2 separate regions of the Mus musculus genome follow, and region 2 is linked to region 1. Evidence: chromatin contacts called from public Hi-C data. All regions are on one chromosome and are shown on one strand. Each heading gives the region's core, a stretch centred on a gene start, on an enhancer-like site or on the middle of the called end of the contact. The rest is flanking DNA. Distances are from core to core; before and after follow the strand shown.

The links. Hi-C and Micro-C count contacts between places; a contact is called where the count stands out from the background.
Region 2: a contact with region 1 is called in a Hi-C map of embryonic stem cells, with 2.2 times the contacts expected there. The contact joins the promoter of Dnase1l2 here to the promoter of Prss32 in region 1. A contact is called at or near these places in 1 of 39 promoter capture datasets (cranial neural crest) and 1 of 484 Hi-C or Micro-C datasets (embryonic stem cells).

The regions. Positions count from the first base shown.
Region 1 is chr17:23,851,038-23,855,721 of GRCm38.p6, forward strand. Prss32 (protease, serine 32) reads left to right here and starts at 2,735. Exons shown (of 5, transcript NM_027220.2): 1 at 2,735-2,889; 2 at 3,342-3,504. The coding sequence starts at 2,760.
Region 2 is chr17:24,440,795-24,445,478 of GRCm38.p6, forward strand. It overlaps Dnase1l2 (deoxyribonuclease 1-like 2), which reads right to left and starts at 2,307. Exons shown (of 8, transcript NM_025718.3): 1 at 2,213-2,307; 2 at 1,846-2,005; 3 at 1,611-1,699; 4 at 1,439-1,522; 5 at 1,258-1,358; 6 at 1,064-1,176; 7 at 702-953; 8 at 1-315. The coding sequence starts at 1,989. The coding sequence ends at 262. E4f1 (E4F transcription factor 1) reads right to left here. Exons shown (of 14, transcript NM_001301784.1): 9 at 4,652-4,684; 10 at 4,328-4,545; 11 at 3,982-4,180; 12 at 3,753-3,895; 13 at 3,620-3,682; 14 at 2,984-3,543. The coding sequence ends at 3,187.

The DNA of each region.
Region 1 (4,684 bases), core at 1,485-3,984:
GCCAGCAATGCACTCTGTCCTCTCAGAGTTCACTAACTGCTTTTATAACCCAAGGGAGGGCCTTTAGGAATCTTATCTGCAGTTCTTTGAGCACTTCCCTCGTGTGTGTGTGTGTGTGTGTGTGTGTGTGTGCGCATGCGCGCGTTGTCTACTTTATTTATTTATCACCCTTGCTTCCTTCTTTCCTTCCTTCCTTTCTTTTTTTTTTTTTTTTAAAGATTTATTTATTTATTATATGTAAGTACACTGTAGCTGTCTTCAGACACTCCAGAAGAGGGAGTCAGATCTCGTTACAGATGGTTGTGAGCCACCATGTGGTTGCTGGGATTTGAACTCCGGACCTTCGGAAGAGCAGTCGGGTGCTCTTACCCACTGAGCCATCTCACCAGCCCCTTTCCTTCCTTTCTTAAAGATTTATTTATTTCTGTTTTATATGTTTGAGAGTTTTTCCTGCATGGATCTAAGTGCATCACACGCATGCAGTACCCACAGAGGCCAGAAGAGGGCATCAGATCCCCAGAACTAAGGTTACAGATGATTGTGAGCAGCCATGTTTTCGGAATCCAAGCCTGTTCCTTAACAATAGCACTAAGTGCTCTTAAGCAGAGCGTCTCTCCGGCTCTCTACCCCCGTTTGTTTATTTTGAGACAGACTCTTTGGAGCCTGGGGCTTGCTGATGAGACTTGACTGGCCAGCAACCTCCAGTAATCTGTCTTTGCTTCCCTAGCAGACTACAAGAGCATGCCATCAGGCCTAGCTAGCCAGTACAGAAAGCATTTAACTGGGGGCTAGCTTATAGTTTCAGAGGATTAGCCCATGATCATCATGATGGAAGATAGGCAGGCATGGTTCTAGACAGTAGCTGAGAGCTTTATATCCTGATGCACAGGCAGCAGGCTGAGAGACATTGGCCTGGTGTGGACTATTGAAACCTCAACGTCTGCAGAGACTAAAGGAAAGGCCATCCAGAGACTGTCCTATCTGGGGATTCATCCCATACACAGTTACCAAACATAGACACTATTGTGGATGCCAAGAAGTACATGTTGAAAAGAGCCTGATATGATTGTCAGATATACCCTGCCAGAGCCTTACAAATACAGAAGTGGATGCTCACAGCCAACCATTGAACTGAGCGCAGGGTCCCCAATAGAGGAGTTAGAGAAAGGACTGAAGGAGTTGAAGGGATTTGCAACCCCACAGGAAGAACAACAATATCAACCAACCAGTCCCCCAGAACTCCCAGGGACTAGGACATCAACAAAGGAGTACACATGGCTCCAGCTGCATATGTTGCAGAGGATGGCTTTGTCATGAGTCAATGGGAGGGGAGGTCCTTGGTCCTATGAAAGCTTGATAGATGCCCCAGTGTAGGGGAATCAAGGGCTTGGAGGTGGGAGTGGGTGGGTGGGTGGAGGAACACTCTCATAGAAGCAGGGGAAGGGAGAATGGGATAGGGAGTTTTGGGTAGGGGGAACCGGGAAAGGGGATAACATTTGAAATATAAATAAAGAAAATATCCTGCTGGGCGTGGTGGCGCACACCTTTAATCTCAGCACTCGAGGCCAGCCTGGTCTACAAAGCGAGTTCCAGGACAGCCAGGGCTACACAGAGAAACCCTGTCTCGAAAAATCTAAATAAATAAATAAATAAATAAATGAATAAATAAATAAATAAATAAATAAATAAATAGAAAAAATAAAGAAAATATACAATTAAAAAAAAAAGCAACTTCAGCACCCACCCCATGGGATGTGGCACACCTCTTCTAACAAGGCCACACCTCCTAGTTCTTCTCAAATAGTTCTACCAACTGGAGACCAAGCATTCAAATATATGAGCCTAAGGGAGGTGAGGGGGGCATTCTCATTCAAACCACCATAAACTCAAACTCAGTATTGTAGCCTAGCTCTGAACTTTCGACTCAATTGTCTCTACCTCCTGAGCCCTGGAACTGCAGGTGTGTGCTACACCAGCTCATCTGGTTTATGCAGGTACTGGGGATCAAGCGCGGAGCTTTGTGCATGCAGGCAGGTACTCTAGCAACTGACCTATAGCCTAAGCCCTTGTTTTCTTTATTTTAAATTATAAATATATTGGTGAACACATTGCACACAGGATGGAGATGGATGTGGAGACTTTAATATTGGATAAGATGGGGTCTGGGACTGAAGCATAAAGCGACACTGCAGCTGGCGAAGTAATTACTGTGTACAGTTTCCATTTCAGTGGGGGCATCTGGGTGTTTGAAGGCCAGTGAGCCTTTCTGGGAACAATCCTTTTTGAAAGGAGTTGCCTAGAGACTGAGTGAAGGGCAGCCAACAGAAGAGAAGTTTCTAGAGAAGACAAATACCACAGGAGTCTGAAAGGATGTCCACATGCCTCATCCTCCAGCCCAATGCTGGCATGCCCTTCTGCCTAGAGCTAGGCCCATGGCTGCCCTCTGGTGGACAGCGATGGACACGAAGGCTCCCGAGGGTGCCAGGCATACTATACAATGATTCTGCATCAATGAAAGTTGAGGGCCGTGGATGCTGCGGTTCCTGGATCAGGAAGGGGAGGACCAGAGGACCCCAGAGCATGAAGCATGTAGGGAAGTCAGGGTCTCTGTGCCCAGGGACAGTGGACATGTGAGGCCTCTCCCAAGGCTGCAGGGCAGGTGTGGAGGCTGAGCCCCACCCCAGGGCAAGTCCTGAAACCACACCAGAGCTGCAGTCCCTCTTCCTCTTCCTGGAGTATTTGGCCCCAGCAGGTGTACCATGGAGCTGGCTCTGCCTGCCATCCTATTTACCTTCTTTCCTGGAGTTCTTCTGGGGAGTGAGGTCCTCCCAACCGACTCTGACAGCCCGTCTACCACGACAGGCAGGAGGAGCATTGACTTGGACTCAGGTGAGGTGGTGTATGGGGAACGGGAGCTTCGGGAAGATACGTAGAATGCAGGTTTTGTTGTTTGGGTGGCTTTTTTGTTTGTTTTGTTTTTAGTTTTATTCTGTTTCTTTTAGTTTTGATTCCTGGTCTCATTGTAGCTCAGGCTGGCCTCCATTTTACTGCATAGTTGAAGCTGACCTTGAACTCCTGATCCTCCTGATTCAGTCTTCAGGTGCTGGGATTACAGGAAGGAGGCAGCAGAATTATAGGTTTGGAGGCAGACCCAGAGAGCTGTTTGATCCTGGCTCCTTCTGGCCTTATACTAGGCAGGTGCTATTAGGCACCAGGTACCTGAGACATCCTCTGGCCCACACTGGTCAAGCTCCCAGGGGCTGTGACAAACGAGCCAGGTTTGAGGGTATAGAGAAGGGCAGAATAGCCATGTATCACCCAATCCTACTGATTCCTTGCAGTGTGTGGACGTCCCAGGACATCAGGCCGCATCGTGTCAGGACAAGATGCCCAGCTGGGCCGGTGGCCTTGGCAGGTCAGCGTGCGGGAGAATGGGGCGCACGTGTGTGGGGGATCTCTGATTGCTGAGGACTGGGTGTTGACTGCTGCCCATTGCTTCAACCAGTGAGTGTCTCCCTATGGGTCACGTGGGCTGGGGCCTGTTGGATTTCCCTACATTCCTTTCAGATGACTTCATTTCTCCATTTGAACCATAGCTCCTGCCTACTATGGCAGGAGATGAGGCAGGGTCATGCCATTTTATATCTCAGTTACCTGTCTTGTTATTCCTCAAAATCAACTCTTGTATAGAAGGGATGGCTCAGAGGGTAAGAGGGTTTGCTGCACAAGCAAGGTGACTTGAGTTTGAATCCCCTGCCCAAGTTAGTGCAAACAGCCAAGTGTGGCTTATGCCTGGGGTGTATGTGGGAGCACGAGGCTCTCTGGGGACTGCTGACTTCCAGTACAGTTCTAGGTTATGTGGAAAACCCCGTCTCAAGGCTAAGAGTAATAGAGCAGGGTATCTGATGTTACCCTATGCTTTCTGTACACGCCTAGGAACCTGTGTACCCACTGACATACTGACATGCAGACACACACGGTGGGGGGGGGACAGTTACTAAATCAGCCCTTGAGAACCCAAGGTCTTTGTGTATGTATGTGAGCATATGTGAAGTATGTGGCCATGAGTGTTTGAATGTGGGCACAGACATGCCACAGTGCATGTGTGACAGTCAGAGGACACCCTCAGGGGTCACTCCTTATCTTTCACTTTTCTTTTTTGTTATTGTTACTGTTGGTTTTTATTATTTATTTATTTATTTATTTATTTATTTATTTATTTATTTATTTATTTATTTATTTATTTTAAATGTATATGTACAGAGTGTTCTCTTTAATATGTGTAAGTGTTCTGCCTGTAGGCCAGAAGAGGGCACCAGCTTCATTACAGATGGTTGTGAGCCACCTGTGGCTGTTGGGAATTGAACTCAGGTCCTCTAGAAGAGCAGTCACTGCTCTCAACTGATGAGCCATCTCTCCAGCCCTCACCTTGCTTTTTGAGACCAGGCTTCTCTTTTTGTCCACAGCTGTATTTACCGGGCTAGTTGGTCAGGAGCTTTTATTAACTCTCCTGTCTTCACTTCCCGCTTCTCCATAGGGACAGACTGGGGTTGTAGATTTGCACACCACTGGGCCTGGCTTATTCACTGGGTTGTGGAGATCCAAACTGAAGTTTTTATGCTTGTACTGTAAGCGTTCTTACACGTTGACCCATCGGTCTAGGTTCCAAGAATCCAAGGTCTCA
Region 2 (4,684 bases), core at 1,057-3,556, 590 kb after region 1:
TTATTAAGCATGCAGCTATGTGCCTGGCGCTGCTCGGTTCTCCTCACAGCAGCCCGATGAGGTAGGTGATGTTAGTTCACCTTGCAGATGAGGAAATGGGAGCTTTAAGGAGTCCTGTAAATGTGTTCACAGCCATTGTCCACACCAGCTGGTCCGACCCTGTGTCCTCAGTGGGTGGGTGGCCTGCCACCTGAATGATTCACTGTGGTGCCAGTCCTTGTGGTAATAGTCTGCAGGTGGCATATCCTGAGGCCTTGGCTCTCAGTGAGTCTTGAAAGTCACTTCCACAGGAAAATGGTCACTGATGGCAAGAGCCTGGAAGGAGAGGGGTTGGGGGAGTCTCAGCGGTTCAGCAGGGCAGCGTTTTCTCTAGCTGCCCCCTCCCCCCAAACATACACACACATACACACACACACACACACACACACACACCACCACCACCACCACCACCACCACCACCACCACCAAGAAGGCAGTGAAGGCTTGGTAGCCATTCTTGGGCCTCATACTGCCTCCATGTGGCAGAGAACAGAAGTGTGCCAACAGTCCCTTCCTGGGGGCTTGGCACTCTAAGGACCCTTGGCGATAATTGCTTTTGCTAGAGCAAGCATCAGTGTAAACTCCCAGCAGGTGAGCATTTCTGTGAGCCCTCTCCTGAGGGGGCTGACTAGTATGTCTGCTGGAGCCCTGTCCACACTCACCTGGGTCTGATCTAGGTCAAATTCCTCCTGAAAGTTGTGAACTGAGGCTGAGTGGGGCTTCAGGCTCCTGCGCAGATGGGCGCCACTCACTACAATCCGGTCATAGGCACAGTCTGAGTTGCCCACTGTGGTGTCCGCACTGTCTGGGATGAGCCATTTAAACACCTCACTGCTTCGAAGGCGGATCGATGGCCAGTCATGCGCCTTCACGTACTTGCAATCGGCATTAAAGTCACCCAGAAACAGCATGTCCTGTAGGCAAGCACAGCCAGTACATCTTAGCAGTGCTCAGTAGTCCAGACCTCTGAGAACACTTGTGGTCTGGGACGTGAGTTGGGGGCGGGGGGGGGGGTGTTGCCTACATCAGTGTTCCACTTGTCAATGACATCAAGGTACACATCGTAGAGCGCGTCGATCTCTGCCACCGCCTGGTGTGGTGCTGCATGGAGGGGGATCAGCACCAGCTCCTTGGTGGCTGTGGAAGGTGGGGGGATATGAGGGTCAAGGGAAGCCTGGAAGAGGTAGGCTTGTCTGGGAGAGGGCAGTATCAACTCACCACAGCTAGGAACTGAGAATTTGACCACAAAAGGCTCCCGGCTGAAAGCGTCCTCTGGGTCTGGATACTGGTACGTGCTCACCACTGACGCTACATCTTTCCTGGGAGCAGCAGAGAACAAGATGTCTGGAGCTGCTTACCTCTGCCCCAATGTGTCCCCTCCCCGCAACCCGCCTCTCACCTGTAAACAAACAGGTACATTTCCTTGTACTGGTCACGTCCGAGTGGCTTGCTGCTCACAAAGCCGTACTCGTGCTTGGACACTCTGCGGAGAGAGACGCCAGTCCCTGGGTCAAGGCACCGAACCAAGCTTGTGATCTTGGCTGGGGTTGTGGGGCCCAGCCCTGCCACACCTGTTAATTTGCTCCATGAGCAAGGACACTGCACTTAGGTCTGGGTCTCGTACCTCTTGCACCAGGGCGATATCATAGCCGGCCAGGATCTGGAGGAAAACCCACAGATGCACCGTCCCAATCAGCCTAATTGCCCAGAGCCTAGCTCCTGGTTCCCATCTGCTCCCCACTTCCCAAGCCCTCCCTCACTCACCCTCCATTGCTCCCAGCCCATCCCCACCCCACTTGGCCTCACCTGTGCTATGACACTGCCACAGTCTGGATCTGACACTTTGTTGTCTCCAAAGCTCTGAACATTGAAGGCTCCAATCCGCAGCGCTGTGGCTCCCATGACCCCCAGTGCCCAAACTGCTGTCAGCGGGGCCCAGGGCCAACCCATGACAAAAGCAGAAAACCTCGAGACAGAAATGTCCCAGAGTAACACCAAACCATACCAAGTCACAGCATGTCTGTAACCAACTAGATCTGGCACCCAGGATTGGCCTGCAGCCCGACACACTCCCGTGTTTCTCCAGTGTGTATGGGGACAGTGATGTCATTGCAAGGCTGGAAAGATTCGATTTCCATGCAGTCTCTGGCCCAGCCCAGCCCCTTGGACTTACCTGGGCTGTGAATAAAATATCCCAAGTCAGTGAGATTCAGTCCAGACTGAGGGCCTAAGATGGCTCAAGATGAACTGCAGTCTTGGACCCACAATAGCTCTGATTTTAAAGCACTCAGGTATTTGATGCCCTGGACCAGGAAGGGGCTGGGCTACAATGGGAACCACCCCTTCCATGGGGTGGATTCCAGAACTGGCTCCCATTCCAGAGACCCAAGAGGGCAAGGGACAGAGCATATGCTAAGCCATTTCCATTAACTGAAAATCAGGGCAAAAACCCCTAGCCACCTCAACACTATACCGAAAGGGACAGCCATGCCCATGGCCAACTTCTCTTTCTTCCTAGAGTTGTATCCCCTCAGGGAAGCAGGCTGAGAAATTAAGAAAGCCCAGCCCTAGCCTGCTCTGCCATCTCCTGCTGCTTCTCCAACACTGGCCCATCACAGAAGCAAGCATCAGCTACTCGGGCTGACCCAAGTTCCTAGGTCTCTAGACCAACCTCATAGCCCCTGGCAGTCCCAGATTTGGAAGCTGAGAAGGAACACCTCATACCCTAGCAGACCTGGGAAAACTGGAGTCACAGATCCAGCTAGGTAGGGTAGGAGGCTGTCTGTCAACATGCCAGAGACACCCACGCGCCTTGAGGCGCCACCAGGGCTAGAAGCCAAGAGTGTTGCTAGAGGGTGGCCTAAGCAGGCAAGTGTGTCCAGAGGGTACCTATGAAGGCAGTTGTGCCAGCCCCAGAGGCTGCCTCTACCCAATCACAACAAACTGCAGGTTTTTTATGTTTTATTGTAAAGCAGAAAACAAACAAACAAAAACAATCCCAAAACTGCCTGTTCTCTCTCTCTCTCTCTCTCTCTCTCTCTCTCTCTCTCTCTCTCTCTCTCTCCTTTGGCTGCCTGAAGTCTTCTGACCAGGCAAGTGCGGGCAGACACTCAGGGTCCTCGATCTTCCACAGCAGAGGCCCTCAAACTATACGATGACCGTCTGTACCTCAAGCTGGCCCTCTGGTGAAGCAATGACCAGCTCTCCTCCGTGCTCAAGGATCTCTATGTCCTCTGATGACACCATTGTCACAGTGGCCTGTTCAGTACTGTTTGGACCTGCCCGGGCTGTGAGCACAGTACCCTCACTGATCGCTGAAGCCAGTGTCATGGCCACCTGCTCAGTAAGACTCTCAGGAGTGGCAATGGTGATCGTGTCTGCAGCAGTTGCCTCCGAACCCAGTGCTGTCTCCTGGTCCATGGTGACATTCTGCACGATGATCTGGTGCCCAGCACCAGCCTGGTGCACGATCTGCTGGACCACCTTCATGATGTGACTGTCCACCTGCAGAGAGCATGGCTCAGCCTGAGGGGCTGCCCAGCAGTCCGGTGATCCTCCCATCCCTCACCCAGACCCTCACCTCTGTCTGCGTGCCCTCAATGATCTCGGTGGCTTCACTGGTCTCTGTGTCATCTGCAGTGGCCTGGACAGTTGACTGGAGGTCATCATGGGCTGTCCCGAGTCCAAACCTGCCCCACCATCTTTATACCTACCTCAATAATGTACTCTTGGGTATCAGCTACCACAGACGAGAACTCCACCAGCACGGTGTGGGGGTCTTCTGCAAGCACAGTGGCAGCCGCAGAAGGGCTCTCCTCAGACACCAGCAACTCCTCCACTTCTAGCAGGCAGCCCCCTGCCAACAGAGATGGTCAGCCCAGTCTGGGCCACTTGACCCCAGCCCTCACGCCCTCACCCTCTCCTGCCACGTGTGGCTCAAACCTTTAGTGCGCAGGTGCCGGTTGAGTGTGCCATGCTCCGCGAAGCCACGGCCACACTTGTAGCACTTGAAAGGTTTCTCGCCTGTGTGGTGCCTCACATGCCGCACCAGAGAGCCCTTCTCCCGGAAGCCTCGGCTGCAGAACTGGCACACGTGGGGCTTTTCTTCCAGGTGTGTCCGGAAGTGTACTTGCTGGGCATTCTAGGGAGACCTTTCTGTGACAGCCTGCTCTCCACCGTACCCCACCCCCAGGTCTGAGGCCAAGAGTAAACAGACTAGGCTAGGAAGAGGGCATTAGACAGCGGAGGGTGGTTTGGGTATAAGGATCTCTGCAGGACCGCAGCCCACCTTGGTTTTGTAACGCTTGCCGCACTGGGGACAAGGGAAAGGCCTCTCGTCTGAGTGAACACGCCGGTGGCCCCGCACATGAGCGATGGTCTTGTAAAGCTTCCCACAGTCTCCACAACGGAAGCGGCGCTCGTGCACGTGCACCTCCTGGTGCTTCTTGAGCAGGTAGGCTTTGGGGAAGGCCTTGCCACACTGTGTGCAGGTGAACGGCCTCGGCGCTGAAGCCATACCCAATGTCAGGGCATTTTCACCACCCACAAGCCTACCAGCTGCCAGCCCACGGGACCACCCTACCCACGGACCCCTCACCTCCCTGCTACCCACCTATGTGACCTCTCTTGTGGGCCTCCAGCGTGG